Linked DNA regions of Sus scrofa: region 1 is linked to region 2. A link is a contact called in public HiChIP or PLAC-seq data. All regions are on one chromosome and are shown on one strand. The core of a region is the stretch at or near the end of the contact, and the rest is flanking DNA. Distances in the headings are between cores, read along the strand shown. Region 1 overlaps POLA2 (DNA polymerase alpha subunit B). Region 2 has its middle 9.9 kb from the start of SCYL1.

Evidence for each region. HiChIP or PLAC-seq counts read pairs in DNA pulled down with a chosen protein or histone mark.
Region 1: an H3K27ac HiChIP or PLAC-seq map of skeletal muscle shows a contact between it and region 2, with 2.6 times the contacts expected there. The contact joins two enhancer-like sites. A contact is called at or near these places in 2 of 47 Hi-C or Micro-C datasets (retroperitoneal adipose tissue and subcutaneous adipose tissue) and 2 of 2 datasets of contacts at active chromatin or transcription factors (alveolar macrophages and skeletal muscle).

What each region holds. Positions count from the first base shown.
Region 1 is chr2:6,922,310-6,929,768 of Sscrofa11.1, reverse strand. POLA2 (DNA polymerase alpha subunit B) reads left to right here. Exons shown (of 18, transcript XM_013994111.2): 12 at 107-145; 13 at 938-1,011; 14 at 3,808-3,916; 15 at 4,441-4,547; 16 at 5,634-5,693; 17 at 5,964-6,065; 18 at 6,949-7,385. The coding sequence ends at 6,051. Among named protein-coding and RNA genes, the nearest start is that of CDC42EP2, 22 kb to the right of the region's middle. Within about 2 kb of position 1,973, at least 61 of the 83 cell types and tissues checked have an H3K27ac peak or open chromatin away from gene starts, as enhancers often do. A contact at or near this core is called in alveolar macrophages, retroperitoneal adipose tissue and skeletal muscle, where this site is marked.
Region 2 is chr2:6,739,763-6,746,949 of Sscrofa11.1, reverse strand. No RefSeq gene overlaps it. Among named protein-coding and RNA genes, the nearest start is that of SCYL1, 9.9 kb to the right of the region's middle. Within about 2 kb of position 5,384, at least 33 of the 83 cell types and tissues checked have an H3K27ac peak or open chromatin away from gene starts, as enhancers often do. A contact at or near this core is called in alveolar macrophages, retroperitoneal adipose tissue and skeletal muscle, where this site is marked.

The DNA.
Region 1 (7,459 bases), core at 724-3,223, 190 kb before region 2:
GGGCAGAGAACTGCTTGCAGAGGGTACCCGAGGGCGCTCGCAGACACGTGCAGTTCTGATTTGTTCTTTTGGTACCTTTGTTCCCCCCCCTCGGGCTCATCTGCAGTTTGGACCTTTCCTGGATGCTAAGCATGAACAGGTGGAGGTAAGTGACCGGGCTGGGCTGCGGGAGATGCTCTTACTTTCACCTCCTGGAGTTTACCCTGCACCTGTAACAACTTACATGGGTGGCGGGGAGGGTGTAAGGGGAGGAGTACAGATATCGAGTCCTGGTCCCCCTCGAGTGTGAGGCAGGAGCTGCGGGTCCTGGAGCTGTGCCTCTGAGAGTGCCGTCCTGGCTGCTCCAGCTCCGTGACGCACATCTTGTTGTCCTTTGCGCATAAAACGCAAATGGCCCGTCTTGAGTTCCCCTTGTAGCTCAGTGGTAACACACTCAACTAGTATCCGTGAGGGTACGGGTTCGACCCCTGGCCCTCTCAGTGGGTGAAGGATCTGATGTTGCCATGAGCTGTGGTGTAGGTGTGCAGACATGGCTTAGATCTGGTGGTGGTGTGGCCGTGGTGTAGGCTGGCAGCTGCAGCTCTGATTCGACCCCTAGCCTAGATGCATATGCCGCAGGCGCGTCCCCACAAAGCAAAAACAAAAACAAATGGCCCTTCTGAGGACCTCACCTCCCTCTGTCTCGGGAGATTTGTACCTTCTCCAGAAAACCCTTCTTCCTCGTCTTTCCCTCAGCTACATTCAGGAGGATGAATTGTGCCCCCGTGTCCTTTCCTGCCCCCAACCAGACTCACTCCTGGAGGCCAGAGGGCCCGTCTTTTCCATCGTCGTGTCTCCTTCCTTGAGCTCCTCACTCAGCAGCTGGAGCCCAGCGTCACCGCACGAGTGAATAAGCAGCAGTTTACCCTGTAAATCTGTCTTTTTTTTTTTCTTGCAGAGCTGTCTACTGACAAGCCCATTTGAAGATGTTTTCAAGCAATGTCTGCGAACCATTATCGAGGGGACACGAAGGTCAGATTTCCCAATGCTGGACAGAGCCTCACACTCCTAAGCTCCCCTGGGGCCTCCCATTAAGAAACTGAAACTGTCCAAAAGTCACGGTAGTTCCCATCCTTTCATCCTTTGAACTCAGAGATCAGATGGAACTCTTGAACTTCAAGTGTGTAGATGCCAGTGAAGAGGCATCTCTTTAAAACACAAAGATAAACACACTTGAAAGGAAAAGGCTGCACAGGCTTTCTTTCTTCCCTTGCTCTTTCTTTACTTCCTTTTCTCACTCCCTTTTGGGTAAACCCATCTTCCGTGGGAATCTTCCCAGGCGAGGCTGAGGAGTGTTGGATGACTTACACAGCAAAATCCTGGGGCCTAAGGTCTTGTGAGAGGGAGCGTTTGGACCCAAGTCCTTCCCTGAGGCCGTGCTTCTCTCGTTTCATGGGCTTCGTATAAGCTCTCGAGAGGGTAGAGGTCCTGAGTCCTCGCCGCAGACCCAAGGACCGGCTCTCAGCGGCGAGGAGCCACGGGCGGCTGGGTTGGGAGGAAAAGCCTCTGCTCCAGGAAGGGCCTAAAGCCAGAATAGAAAGGTTGTCAGGAAGCTGACGCCCCACTTCCTGCCGCTTCCCTCCAGCACCAGGGTTCGAGAGGAAGTCCTGTAAGTCCTGGATCATCTCCTCTGGGAATTGTCCGCCCTGTAGCTGAGCTCATCAAGAGCCAACATTCCCCAGGCTAAGCCTTTAAAAATAAGTCCGCAACAAAGGTGGTTTTTAAAACAAGATGTATGATCTTCCGCCCGTGGGCCGTGAGAACTGATCCCAGAGTCAGTTAGCTGTGATTCAACCTCCTTGTACCAGCAGCGCAGGCCAGTGTCGTAGGCCTCTCGGAAGGACGGGGGAAAACCCCCTCGCTGACCCAGAGTCAGGGGACTTGAGTCACGCCAGTGCCAGCCGGCCGCTGGATCTGCCCCCGCTCCAGTGAGATGTCACAAGCGCCTTCCTTCTTCCCTCCAGGCTGGTTGTGACCTGGAGATTGGCAGACCCTAGCAGGTGTCCCTGGTTGGCCAGCCCTTGGTCCCCTCCGGGAGAGGCAGGGACTGCGGGGCAGGGCCCCAGCGCCGGCTGGGTGCTTTCCATTTGAGATTGGGTTCTGTTTTGGGTTCCTCAGCCCTTGTGGTATTGACAGCAGCGGCACAAACAAAGAACAAGCCCGGCATTGTTCCCCGGGGTGAGCGCCCAGCACCGCCAGGCACTTTCATCTGTGCGCCAGGGGGAGGGGGCTGCCCCGCCCTTCCCAAAATTCGGCCCTCCTGGGGGGGGGTTATTTTTATTCTGAGAGGTCAGAAATGCAATGCATTAAGCTGGTTTATCAGTGAAAACCAGAGCCTGCGAGGAAGCACTTCCTCCCTCCCTAGAGCCCAGCGGAGCTGAGGGAGCGGCCAGGACCCGCCCACCATGATGTATGAGGTTGTGCAACGCTCAGCATAGTTGGAATTTTCTCTCGCTCCCTCCCCCTGCAGCCGCTGTATAACCCTGAGCACCGGGGCCCTTTCTTCCTTAACCATTGCTCTGCCAGCGCCTGCACGGAAACAGCAGTTCCGTCTCCTAACGGCGGCCAGCTGTGCCCCTGCCCCTTGTGTCCCTGGGGACCTGGAGCTCGGACCGTCCCCTTCTGGTCACCCCCAACCCGTTTGCCGGACTTCAGCGCCCAAATAGGTGGACTTGGGTAGTTACGAGGGACTCTTCTTTTTCTTTTCTTTTTTACGGGGAACCTTTCCATGTCAAAGGGACTGTAAGTTGTAGGCACGGTACCTTTGTGGACAGAAATCTCAGTTCACACTTTGAGCAGGCATGGCAAACACACAATAAGTGTGACAACAGTCACCAACGCCTTGATCCCACTTGAGGAAGCAGCTCCGTATCGTACCTGCACAGGTACCTGCCCCTGCCTCTGCAAAACCACAGCATTTTTAGCAGGAGAGGGCGCTAGACATGAGAGCCCCCAGAGTGACATGTTCCGCCTGTTTGGTTTATCATGGGCCCCTCGGCCAAGGACAGCTGCAGGGACAAGGAGACGGAGGTGTCTCACCCCTTTCTTTTGTGCAGGGGACAAAGGACTGGCCCCCCGAGTCATGGGGTTTTTCTTCCCTTGTATGTTGTAACTCTAGAGATTCTCCTCCTGCCTCCATCAAAGGAAACATCTGCCATCTCTGCTTTTACTCCTGCTGGTAGACACTGCTTTCGTTTTTGTATGGCCGTCTGCTAAGAAATAGAAACCCAGGGCCCTGATTCCCCCAGAGAGAGGGGAGGGCAGGCTTCCGGAAAGCCGGTCGTGTCCCCAGACCCACTTAGCAGCCTGTCCCTCCCTAGGGAAGAGCCCCCAGGCAGGGAGGCTACGTGACGCCTCAAAGCCACATCTGTTCACACGGTGTGAAGAGGCAGAACTTTGGCTTCAGTCTGGCTCTGAGGATTTGTGGTCACATCTTTATCTTTCTAGATTTCCTGGCTCTCAAATCCTTTCCCCCCTTTTCTCCCAGCCAGTAGCCCCCTTCCCCTCCAGAGAGGGGAACACACGTCACGCAGTCAGGAGAAAGCGCTCCTGGGTGACCTGAGCCCCATCAAAGCGGTTGTGTGTCCACGGGGACAGGCCGCCTTTCATTCCCGCCTCCCGTGGGGAGCAGCCCCTCTCTTCGTAGAGGAGTTCCCTCCTGGAAGTCCTCCTGGAGGTGGGGTCTGGGGTCAGCCCTGTCCCCTGAAGTTGTCACCCAGCTGTTCTGACTCACCCGCATGCACCTTCCTTCCTCCTCTGACGATGCAGCTCCGGCTCCCACCTGGTCTTTGTCCCGTCGCTGAGGGACGTGCACCGCGAGCCTGTGTACCCGCAGCCTCCCTTCAGCTGCTCTGACCTGCCTCGAGAGGACAAAAAGGTACCAGCGCTCCCCCCAATCAGCACCTCCCAATCAGCAGGCAGCCAGAGTCCCGTGCACCAGAGGCGACCCCGCTCTGCCCACAAGTGGGTGGGAGTGCCCTTTGGAGGCGTGCATGGGGCCTGCTTTCTCATAACAGGCAAGTGTGGAGTTCCTGTCGTGGTGCATCGGAAACAAATCCGACTAGGAACCATGAGGTTGCGGGTTCCATCCCTGGCCTCACTCGGTGGGTTAAGGATCCGGCGTTGCTGTGAGCTGTGGTGTAGGTCACAGATGCGGCTCGGATCCAGCATCGCTGTGGCTGTGGTGTAGGCTGGCAGCTGTAGCTCCGATTGGACCCCTAGGCTGGGAACCTCCATATGCCGCAGGTGCGGCCCTAAAAAGACAAAAAATAACAGTAACAGGCAAGTGGGTAATTTTCTGTGCGTTGGCTTGGTCTCCTCAGCCCTTGGAGACACCCTGCTGTCACGGGGAAGAAGTTTCTGGCTTCAGTGTGCAGACGTTGTCCCACCTTCTCATTTCAGCGAGTGCAGTTCGTGCCGGAGCCCTGCACCCTCTCGGTAAATGGGATGATCTTTGGCTTAACGTCCACCGATCTGCTGTTTCACATGGGGGCCGAGGAGATCAGCAGGTGAGACGTGTGTTTCAGTCCAGCAGGCAAGACGCAGCGCTCTGGATCCTGGTCCTCTCCTCGGCCGAGGCTGCTCGGCTGAGTCTGGAGCAGGCATCCTTAGGGCAGCACTTTCTGCCAAACCCTTTGGCCATTAGGTTTTTTGCCCCAAGGGGAGCCGGTGGACGCATGTGTCTCTGTCACCACTTATCTCCACAGTATGTGAGACACTGAAGAACCCCATCCATTCTGTCTTTGCACTTAATTTATAGTCAGAGAGGTTCATCTGCTTTTCCTTTTCTTTTTCCTTTTTTTTTCTTTCAGGGCCGCACCTGCAGCATGTGGAGGTTCCCAGGCTGGGGGTCAAATCAGAGCTACAGCTGCCGGCCTCCACCACAGCCACAGCGACGCAGGATCCGAGCCGCATCTTCCACCTACACCATAGCTCGCAGCAACACTGGATCCTTAATCCACTGAGCGAGGCCAGAGATGGAGCCTGTGTCCTCAAGGATCCTAGCTGGGTTCATCCCTGCTGAGCCACGGCCACGACGGGAACTCCTCATCTCCTTTTCTTCCTTTGCCACATTCGTGACCTAAATAAGATGTCCCTGCCTACGGAGGGTGGCCGTGAATTTGCCCTGCAGGATATTTCTGCCCCCCAGAGCCGTGCTTAGCTCTGTTAGCCGAGGACCAGAGCTGTTTGGCGGTTCGGTTCTCTGGGGGCCCGTGATGGGAAGGCGTGGGGACACTCACGTGTTAAGCGAGACGGGTGTGTGCTGGTTGGCTCGGGTTTGCGGCGCGGGGGTCACCCGGCTCCAGCTGGCCGCGCGCCCGTGCAGCCTCGGCGGGCTCTTGCACAGCGCGGGCCGGTCGCGGCTGCCTCGGCCCAATCGCAAGGGATTCTTGCACTTTCCCCTCTCAGCCCAGGGTCCTGCTCAACAGCCCGAGCTGTTTGCAGGCAGGTCTTTAAACTGCCCCAAAGGTACCTTCTTGTCACACGCCTTGGCCATGTCCCTTCTCCCTTGTTTAATAAATTGTCCCCACAGAGAAACGGGCGCTGAAAGACAAGTTTCCATGTGCCGTTTCTCGCCTTTCCCCCTTCCCCAGTTCTTCCGGAACTTCGGACAGATTCAGCCGGATCCTCAAGCACATCCTGACCCAGAGGAGGTGAGCCCGCTCGCTGGAATGGCCGTGAGCAGAGTGCGGTGGGGTCTCGGGGCTCTCACGCACTTGACCAGGAGAGCCTTCCCCAGACCACTGCCAGGGAACCCCACGCTGCGGTGACAGGCCCGCGTTCCATCCCCCAAACAGAGGGCGGGGAGAGACGGTCTGGGACAGAGACGGTGACACGGGGCCCCATCTGGGGAGGTGCCCAGGTCAGCTGCTGCTGACGGCCTCTCTCTGCTCGGCAGCTACTACCCGCTCTACCCTCCCCAGGAGGACGTGGCCATCGACTATGAGCATTTCTATGCCCACGCACAGCTGCCTGTCACCCCCGATGTCTTCGTGGCCCCCTCAGAGCTGAGGTACTTTGTGAAGGTAGGGTTCGGCTCCGCTGTCGCCCCAAAGCGCCAGACCCAGTGTCTGACCTCCCCTTCGGGACCGCCGCCCCCACTCCCCGCGGCTCCGTGATGGGGACAGTGGCCTCGTTCCTTGGAGGAGGTGGTGGGACTAGAAACAAATCTGTCAGCGAAACGCTGAGGTGTGCGGCGTGTCCCCCCCCTAGCCCCTGCCCCCCCGAGCGTGGTCCTCAGGCAGCCCAGCCCGGCAGCTAGGAAGGCCCTCAGACCGTGGTCCGCAGGTGACTGGGGCTGGCCTGCCCTCCCCGGATTTCTGAGGTGACCTCCAAGCCGCTCTTGGTCACCTCATCTCTTGCCAGAACCCGGTCAACCTCAAGGGGTGAACTTTTTTCCTAATGGGAAACAGAGATTGAGTTTGTCTCCAAGTTTGGGAGCCAATTGTCGCTCTGCCAAGTCATTTTCTTTATTCGGTTTCAAGACTCTAAAGGTATCCAGAGTTTTCTAATAATTAACATATCTGCCTGAAGGTGTGTTTTCTTGCCTTTGTTTCCATTTTATAACATCCTCTCTGGGGAGTTCCCGTCCTGGCTCAGCAGTTAACAAACCCGACCAGCATCCATGAGGACAAGGTTCCATCCCTGGCTTCGCTCAGTGGGTTCAGGATCCGGCGTTGCCGTGAGCTGTGGTGTAGGTTGCAGACGCGGCTCGGATCCTGCGTTGCTGTGGCTCTGGCGTAGGCCGGTGGCTGTAGCTCCGATTCGACCCCTAGCCTGGGAACCTCCCTGTGCCTCAGGTGTGGCCCTAAAAAGACCAAAAGAAAAAAATCCTCTTTGAGGTCTAACCCTTAGAAGGTGCCCACTTTTCCACATCAGCCCTAATGGTTTTGGCCTTTCCTTCCCCAGGACATCCTCGGCTGCATCTGCGTGAACCCCGGGCGCCTCACCAAAGGGCAGGTGGGGGGCACCTTCGGCCGACTCTACCTCAGGAGGCAGCCAGCCGGCGACGGGAGGCGGAGTCCCTGCGCTGCCGCCCAGGTGGTCAGGATCTGAGGCCAGGCCCCTCGTCATGCCCACGTGTGGGCCTCACAGGCACTGAGAGCCCCGGAGTGGCCCTTCGACAAGATGCCACCTGCAGAGGGAGAGGAGGCAGCCCGGCGGCGAGGAGAGGGCTGCAGGCAGCTGGACCCCGACTCTGAGTCAAACTCCCCTGGAAGAAAGCTGTTGATTCCCCACGGACACTCGGAGTTGGAAGGGAACGCCAAGGCTCTGCAGATGCCGACATGAATCGGAGAAACAACTTTTGGAGAAATAAAAATAAATTCTGTAACTTCTGAGTCTAATCTTTCTTCCGCTTCTTCTTTTTCCTGGTAGCGAACAAAGAATGTTGCCTCCTCGACCTCTGTCCAGAGAAGGC
Region 2 (7,187 bases), core at 4,135-6,634:
GGCAATGCGGATCCTTAACCCACTAAGCAAGGCCAGGGATCAAACCTGTAACCTCATGGTTCCTAGTCAGATTTGTTAACCATTGAGCCACGATAGGGGAACTCCAGATGTGTAGTTTTTAAGAAAATTTTCTAAACTCTTTTCCAATGTGGCTCCTCCATTTCACATGTCCACAACAGGGTTGAGAATTCCAGCTGCTCCATACTCACCAGCATTTGGTATGATCGTCCTTTTTTTTTTTTTTTTTTTTTTTTGGTCTTTTCTGGTCTTTTTTGTCTTTTTAGGGCCACACCTGCAGCACATGGAGGTTCCCAGGCTAGGGGTGTAATCAGAGCTACAGCTGCTGGCCTACGCCACAGCCACAGCAATGCCAGATCCAAGCCATGTCTGTGACCTACACACAGCCTGTGGCAACACTGGATCCTTAACCCACTGAGCGAGGCCAGGGATTGAACCGGCAACCTCATGGTTCCTAGTCAGATTCGTTTCCACTGCGCCACGGCAGGAACTCCAATCATGTCTTTAAATGTTAGCTATTCTAGTGAATATGTAGTGGTATCTCACTGTGATTTTTAAAATTGTATTTATTTTTTCTTTTTTAGGTTGCACCTGCGGCATTATGGAAGTCAGGCTAAGTGTCAAATCAGAGCTGCAGCTGCTGGTCTACACCATCGACACAGCAAAGCCAGATCCGAGCTTCATCTGCACACCTACACCACAGCTTGTGGCAATGTCAGATCCTTTAACTCACTGAGCGAGGCCAGGGATCAAACCTGCATCCTCGTGGATACTATTCCGATTCTTTATTTATTTATTTATTTTGCTTTCTAGGGCCTGCCGGATCCTTAACCCACTGACTGAGGCCAGGGATCGAACCCAAGTCCTCAGGGATACTGGTTGGTTTCTTTACAGCTGAGCCACAAAGGGAACTCTCCCTCACTGTGATTTGCATTTCTCTATGACCAATGATGAGTATCTTTTCATGTGCTTACCTGCTGTTTATATGGGTTCTTTGGTGCAGTATTCATTTAATTTTTTCGCCAGTGTTGCTATGGGGATGTTTATCTTTTTATTGCTGAGTTATAAGAGATTTTACATTTACAAGATACAATTCCCTTGTCAATGTATGTGGAGGTTTTTCGCCATGCTCCTGGCATGGAAGTTCCTGGACCAGGGATTGAACCCAAGCCACAGTAGCAACCAAAGCTGCTGCAGTGAAAACACCAGATCCTTAACCTGTCGTGCCACAAGGGAACTCCCTGCCAGCGTAAGTTTTGAATATATTTTCTCTTAGCTTGTGCTTTGCCTTTTCATTTTTTTGTGACTGTGTATTTATTTATTTATTTATTTATGTCTTTTTAGGGCTGCACCTGTGGCATATGGAAGTTCCCAGGCTAGGGGGTAAATTGGAGCTGGGGCTGATGGCCTACTCCACAGCCACAGCAATGCCATATCTGAACCACATCTGCGACCTACCACAGCTCATGGCAGTGCCAGATCCTTGACCCACTGAGCAAGGCCAGGTATCAAACCCACATCCTCATGGATGCTAGTTGGGTTCGTTACCACTGAGCCATAATGGGAATTCCTGGGGCTAAGTTTTTCTTGTTTTTTTGTTTTTTGCTTTTTAGCACTGCACTTGCAGCATATGGAGATTCCCAGGCTAGGGGTTGAATTGGAGCTGTAGCTGACGGCCTACACCACAGCCACAGCAACACGGGATCCAAGGCGCGTCTGTGACCTACACCACAGCTCACAGAAACACCGGATCCTTAACCCACCGAGAGAAGCCAGGGTTTGAACCTGCAACCTCATGGTTCCTAGCCAGATTTGTTTCCGCTGTGCCACAACGGGAACTCCCTGTGACTGTGTCTTTAAACAGCAGAAGTTTTACAACTTTTTTCTGTCTTTTTGCTGTTGTGGTTTTTTTTGTTGTTGTTTTTTTTTTTTTGGTCTTTTTGTTGTTGTTGTTGTTGTTGTTGCTATTTCTTGGGCCGCTCCCGCGGCATATGGAGGTTCCCAGGCCAGGGGTTGAATTGGAGCTGTAGCCACCGGCCTATGCCAGGGCCACAGCAACATTGGATCCGAGCCGCGTCTGCAACCTACACCACAGCTCACAGCAACACCGGATTGTTAACCCACTGAGCAAGGGCAGGGACCGAACCCGCAACCTCATGGTTCCTAGTCGGATTCATTAACCACTGCACCACGACGGGAACTCCTGTTTGTTTGTTTTTGTCATGACTGCAACGTGTGGAAATTTTTGGACCAGAGATTGAACTCATGCCACAGCAATGACCTGAGCCACTGCAGTGACAACGCTGGATCCTGTACCCACTGAGCCCGTAGGGATGTCCAAAATCTTGAACAAACCACTGATGTGCACAATAGCATGGGGAAATGTCAAAATAATTATGTTGCGAGAAAGAAGTGAGTTGTTTGTTCGTTTTTTGCCTTTTTTTTTTAGGGAGGGCCGCATGTGCAGCATATGGAAGTTCCTAGGCTAGGGATTAAATTGGAGCCACAGCCACAGCAAAGCGGGATCCGAGCTGCGTCTGCAACCTACACTACGCTCACAGCAACACTGATCCTTAACCCACTGAGCGAGGCCAGGGATCGTACCCGAGTCCTCATGGCTACTAGTCTGGTTCGTTAACTGCTGCGCCACGACGGGAAGTCCTGGCAGCTCAAGTCTCGAAGTAGAGCCCAACGTGACATCTCCCCAAGGTTCTGCTGCCAGGGTGTCTTCCAGGCCCTGGTCTGCTCCCTGTTCATCCACCTTCCCAGACTCCCCTTAGGGTTCCCGTGCAGATCCTGGCTGGCCTCCAGCCACCCTCTGATACCCACAGCCCACCTGCCCAGCAGTCCCTTGCTTCCCTCTCGCTGGCTCTCCCTCCATGCTTCGCATGCCCACCGCCCCCGCCCTGGCCCGGGCTCCCTGCCTTGACCATCCACAGCCCTCCTGGGTGTTCTCCACATGATGCTTCTGCTCCGTCCAGTCCTATCCTAGGCTGTTGCTGAATAGATGCTTCTTTTTTGGCTGTGCCCATGGCGTGTGGAACTTCCTGGGCCACAGCCACTGTACCGACACCAGATCCTTAGCTGTTAGGCCACCAGAGAACTCCGTGATAGGTGTTTCTAAGGAGCACATCTGATCGTGCCACTCCTTCAGTAGTCCTGTTTCTCCCAGATAGTCAGCCTCCATGACCTGACCGAGGAGCCTCCCGTGATCTGCCTACGTCCCCATCCTGGTCCCACCTTGCCCAATTCAAATGGGAATCAGTTGGAAAAGATTTTTAGCTATAGACAACTGTCGTCAGATAAGCCAAAAGCAGAGATATTGGCACTTTGTCAAACATCACATCCCCAGGCTAGGAGTTGAATTGGAGATACAGCTGCTGGCCTACGTCAGAGCCACCACAATGCCAGATCCGAGCCGAGTCTGGGACCTACATCACAGCTTGCAGCAGTGCCGGATCCTTAACCCACTAACCAGAGCCAGGGATTGAACCTGCATCCTCATGGATACTAGTTGGGTTGCTTACAGCTGAGCCACAATGGGAACTCCAAGGTTTTTTCTGTTGTCGTTTTCTTAACTTTGGATTCAGATAAGTAATTTTTTAAATAGTTATTTCTCCAATACAATTTTTTTTCCTACTGTACAGCATGGTGACCCAGTTACACATACATTTACACATTCTATTTTTGCACATTATCCTGCTCCATCATAAGTGACTAGACATAGTTCCCAGTGTTACACAGCAGGATCTCATTGCTCATCCATTTCAAAGGCAATAGTTTGTATCTATTAACTCCAAGCTCCCCAACCACCCCACTCCCTCCCCCTCCCCTTGGCAAGGAACTCCAAGTTTTGATTTGCAGTTCTCCAATAATTAGTGATGTTGAGCATCTTTTTATGTGTTTTTGGCTTCAGGTTGTGTCTCTTTAGTTTCAAGGACTCTTGGGATTACATTGGGCCCACAAGGGAAAAATCAGAATAATCTATCTTAAGAGCAGCTGATTAATAAACTCAATTCCATCTACAACCTTAATTCCCCTTTGTCAAGTAACATATTCATAGGTTTTGAGAACAGGATATGGACATTTTCAGGGGGTCATTATTCTGCCTGCCACGACAGGCCAGAACCATAAACAGCTTTTTTTTTTTTAATAGGCATCACAGTTGCTAACCAAAAAAATAAGCATAAAAACACAACAAAAGCCACAGAATCTTTTTTTTTTTTGGAAAGGTAATAGTAATGAAGCCAAAGTAACTTTTTCGCTTTTTTTTTTTTGCTTTTGAGCACCGCACTTGCAGCATATGGAAGTTCCCAGGCTAGGAGTCAAATCAGAGCTGCAGCTGTTGGCCTACCCCATAGCCACAGCTATGCCAGATCCAAGCCGTGTCTGTGACCTACACAGCAACACCGGATCCTTAACCCACTGAGCAAGGCCAGGGATTGAATCTACAAACTCATGGTTCCTAGCCAGATTAGTTTCCACTGCACCACGACAGGAACTCCTAAAGTTTCTATTTTATTGGAGGGAAAGATACCACCACGAGCAAGAGACAGTTGGAGGTGGGACTTTCCAAAACATACATATATGCATATATAATACATTTATATTATATACATTTTTATAATGAAAAATATAATGACATATATGTATGATGAAATTATATGTATAAAAATGAAATTATATGTATATATGCATGTATATGTAATCATATATGCATATAGACAAATAGTTTCCTGTTTACAAAAGAAATTCACATTTATTGTGAAAACTTCAAGCATTACATCACAGAAATAAGTATTATGTTGAACTGTATGAATTTGCGACTGTTTCACTATTTTGACCAATAAACACAGGAATTTCATACTGTTCAACCTAATAACATAGCAAGGAGAACTCCCTGTAATCCCCATGTCCTGAAGGAAAAGCGTGGCATTCGGTATGTAGTCCTTCATACTGGAGATTATGTCTATGCATATTTATGATTAAATGGAGTATTACAGTAATGACATACGGATAATTTTGCAAGCTGCTTTCTAAATGCTTTGATAGAGCAAAACAAACCCTAGCACTTGTTGTGCTGCCTCCCCTCTCTGGAGCCTCAGTTTCCTCATCTGTAAAAGTGAAACGAATGCGTATGTGCCAGTTATTAACTTACTGACTCTCGGATCCCAATTCATCAGGTTCGCCTGCTCTGTGAGTATGGATCTGAGTGAGCCCTTTAAATAATTTTGCTTTGCCAGATGGGCACAACGTTCAATGTGGCCAGTAGAGGGCGCTAACAGACACCGCTTGAGAAAGAGGTTTTGCTTCCGGGTTTTGAGGCGCCGCTCTCGGCGGCTTCCGCCGCAGCGGGAGCCACCTTGTCCAGTTCAAGTCCTCGGGGCAGATTTGTCCGCGCAGGGTTCCTGCTGTGCAGGTGACTGGCAGCCTTTACCACCGCGGTGGGAGGCTTGGAACGCCCCTAGTGAAACATTTCCCCATACACAGCTTTCCCCAGCACCCCAGGTGGCTCTCTTTTTTTCTTTCTTTCTTTTTTTTTTTTTTGTCTTTTGATCTTTTTAGGGCCGCACCCGCGGCACATGGAGGTTCCCAGGCTAAGGGTCTAATCAGAGCTGTTACTGCCGGCCTGCGCCAGAGCCACAGCAACCGCCGGATCCGAGCCGCATCTGCCACCTACACCACAGCTCAGGGCAACACTGGATCCTTAATCCACTGAGAGAGGCCGGGGATCGAACCCGCAACGTCATGGTTCCTAGTTGGATTCGTTTCCGCTGGGCCACGACCGGGTAGTTCTGCACTATCCAATGAGCTTGAGCCGTTCCCTCTCCAACCAAGTCTGGTTCTCAGACGTGGGGCAGCAGGTGTGATCTGTCTCAGCCTAGGGGTGGGGGCTGCTCCTTGTATTTGCTATTTCTATATTCTTTAGAGTTTTCTTTATTCTCTCTCTCTCTCTTTTATTTTTACTTATTTATTTATTTGGTCTTTTGGGGGCTGCATCCGTGGCATATGGAGGTTCCCAGACTAGGGGTCATGCCTTACCCCCCCACCCCGGGCGTGCTCCCCAAGCCACTGCCACAGCAGTGCCAGATCCAAGTCGATACTGTGACTTACACAGCACCTTGTAGCAACTCGGGATCCTTAACCCACTGAGAGAGGCCAGGGATCAAACCTGCATCTTCCTGGACACTATGTCAGATTCTTAACCCGCTAAGCCACAATAGGAACTCCCAGATAATAATTCTTTATGTAGACTTTCCCTGCTCAAATCACTTTGTGGTTTCTTTAGGACTGGTACAGGTCCCTCATGTTAGGAAGATCAGAGGAGATCCTGCCGGGAAAACACTCAGTGCCTGATGTCCTGATGTTCGTGGTGTAATAAGGCTGCCATGATTATCCCATCTCCAAGTCAATACCTGTACTGCAGCCTCCTTCTTTCCAACTCTTGTGGTTCCACAGGATGGATGAAGCTTTGAATCTCGCCATTCCTTTTTTTTTTTTTTTTTGTCTTTTTAGGGCCGCACCTGCGGCATATGGAAGTTCCCAGGCTAGGGGTCCAATTGGAGCTGTAGCTGCCAGCCTACACCACAGCCACAACAATGCAGGATCTTAGCCGTGTCTGCAACCTACACCACAGTTCATGGCAACGCCGGATCCTTAACCCACTGAACAAGGCCAGGGATGGAACCCATGTCCTCATGGATACCAGGTGGGTTCATTAATCACTGAGCCACAATGGGAACTCCACAATCGCGCCCTTTCTGATGGACATTTGGAATATTCTAGTTTTCCATTATTATAAATAGTCCTACAATCCACAGAAGAGCAGTGGATTGCATGGGCAGTTGCTGCATGCTATCACCGAAGCAGTTACATATATTAAGAAACTTCACAGCACGTCTATTGTATTAGCTCATATGGCTGCTGTCACAAAGTACCACAAACTGAAGTTCCCATCGTGGCTCAGCGGAAACAAATCTGACTAGTATCCATGAGGACGTAGATTCGACCCCTGGCCTTGCTCAGTGGGTTAAGGATCCGGTGTTGCCGTGAGCTGTGGTGTAGGTCACAGATGAGGCTTGGATCTCGCGTTGCTGTGGCCGCGGCTTAGATCGGCAACTACAGGTCCTATTCAACCCCTAGCCTGGGAACCTCCATGCCTCGGGTGC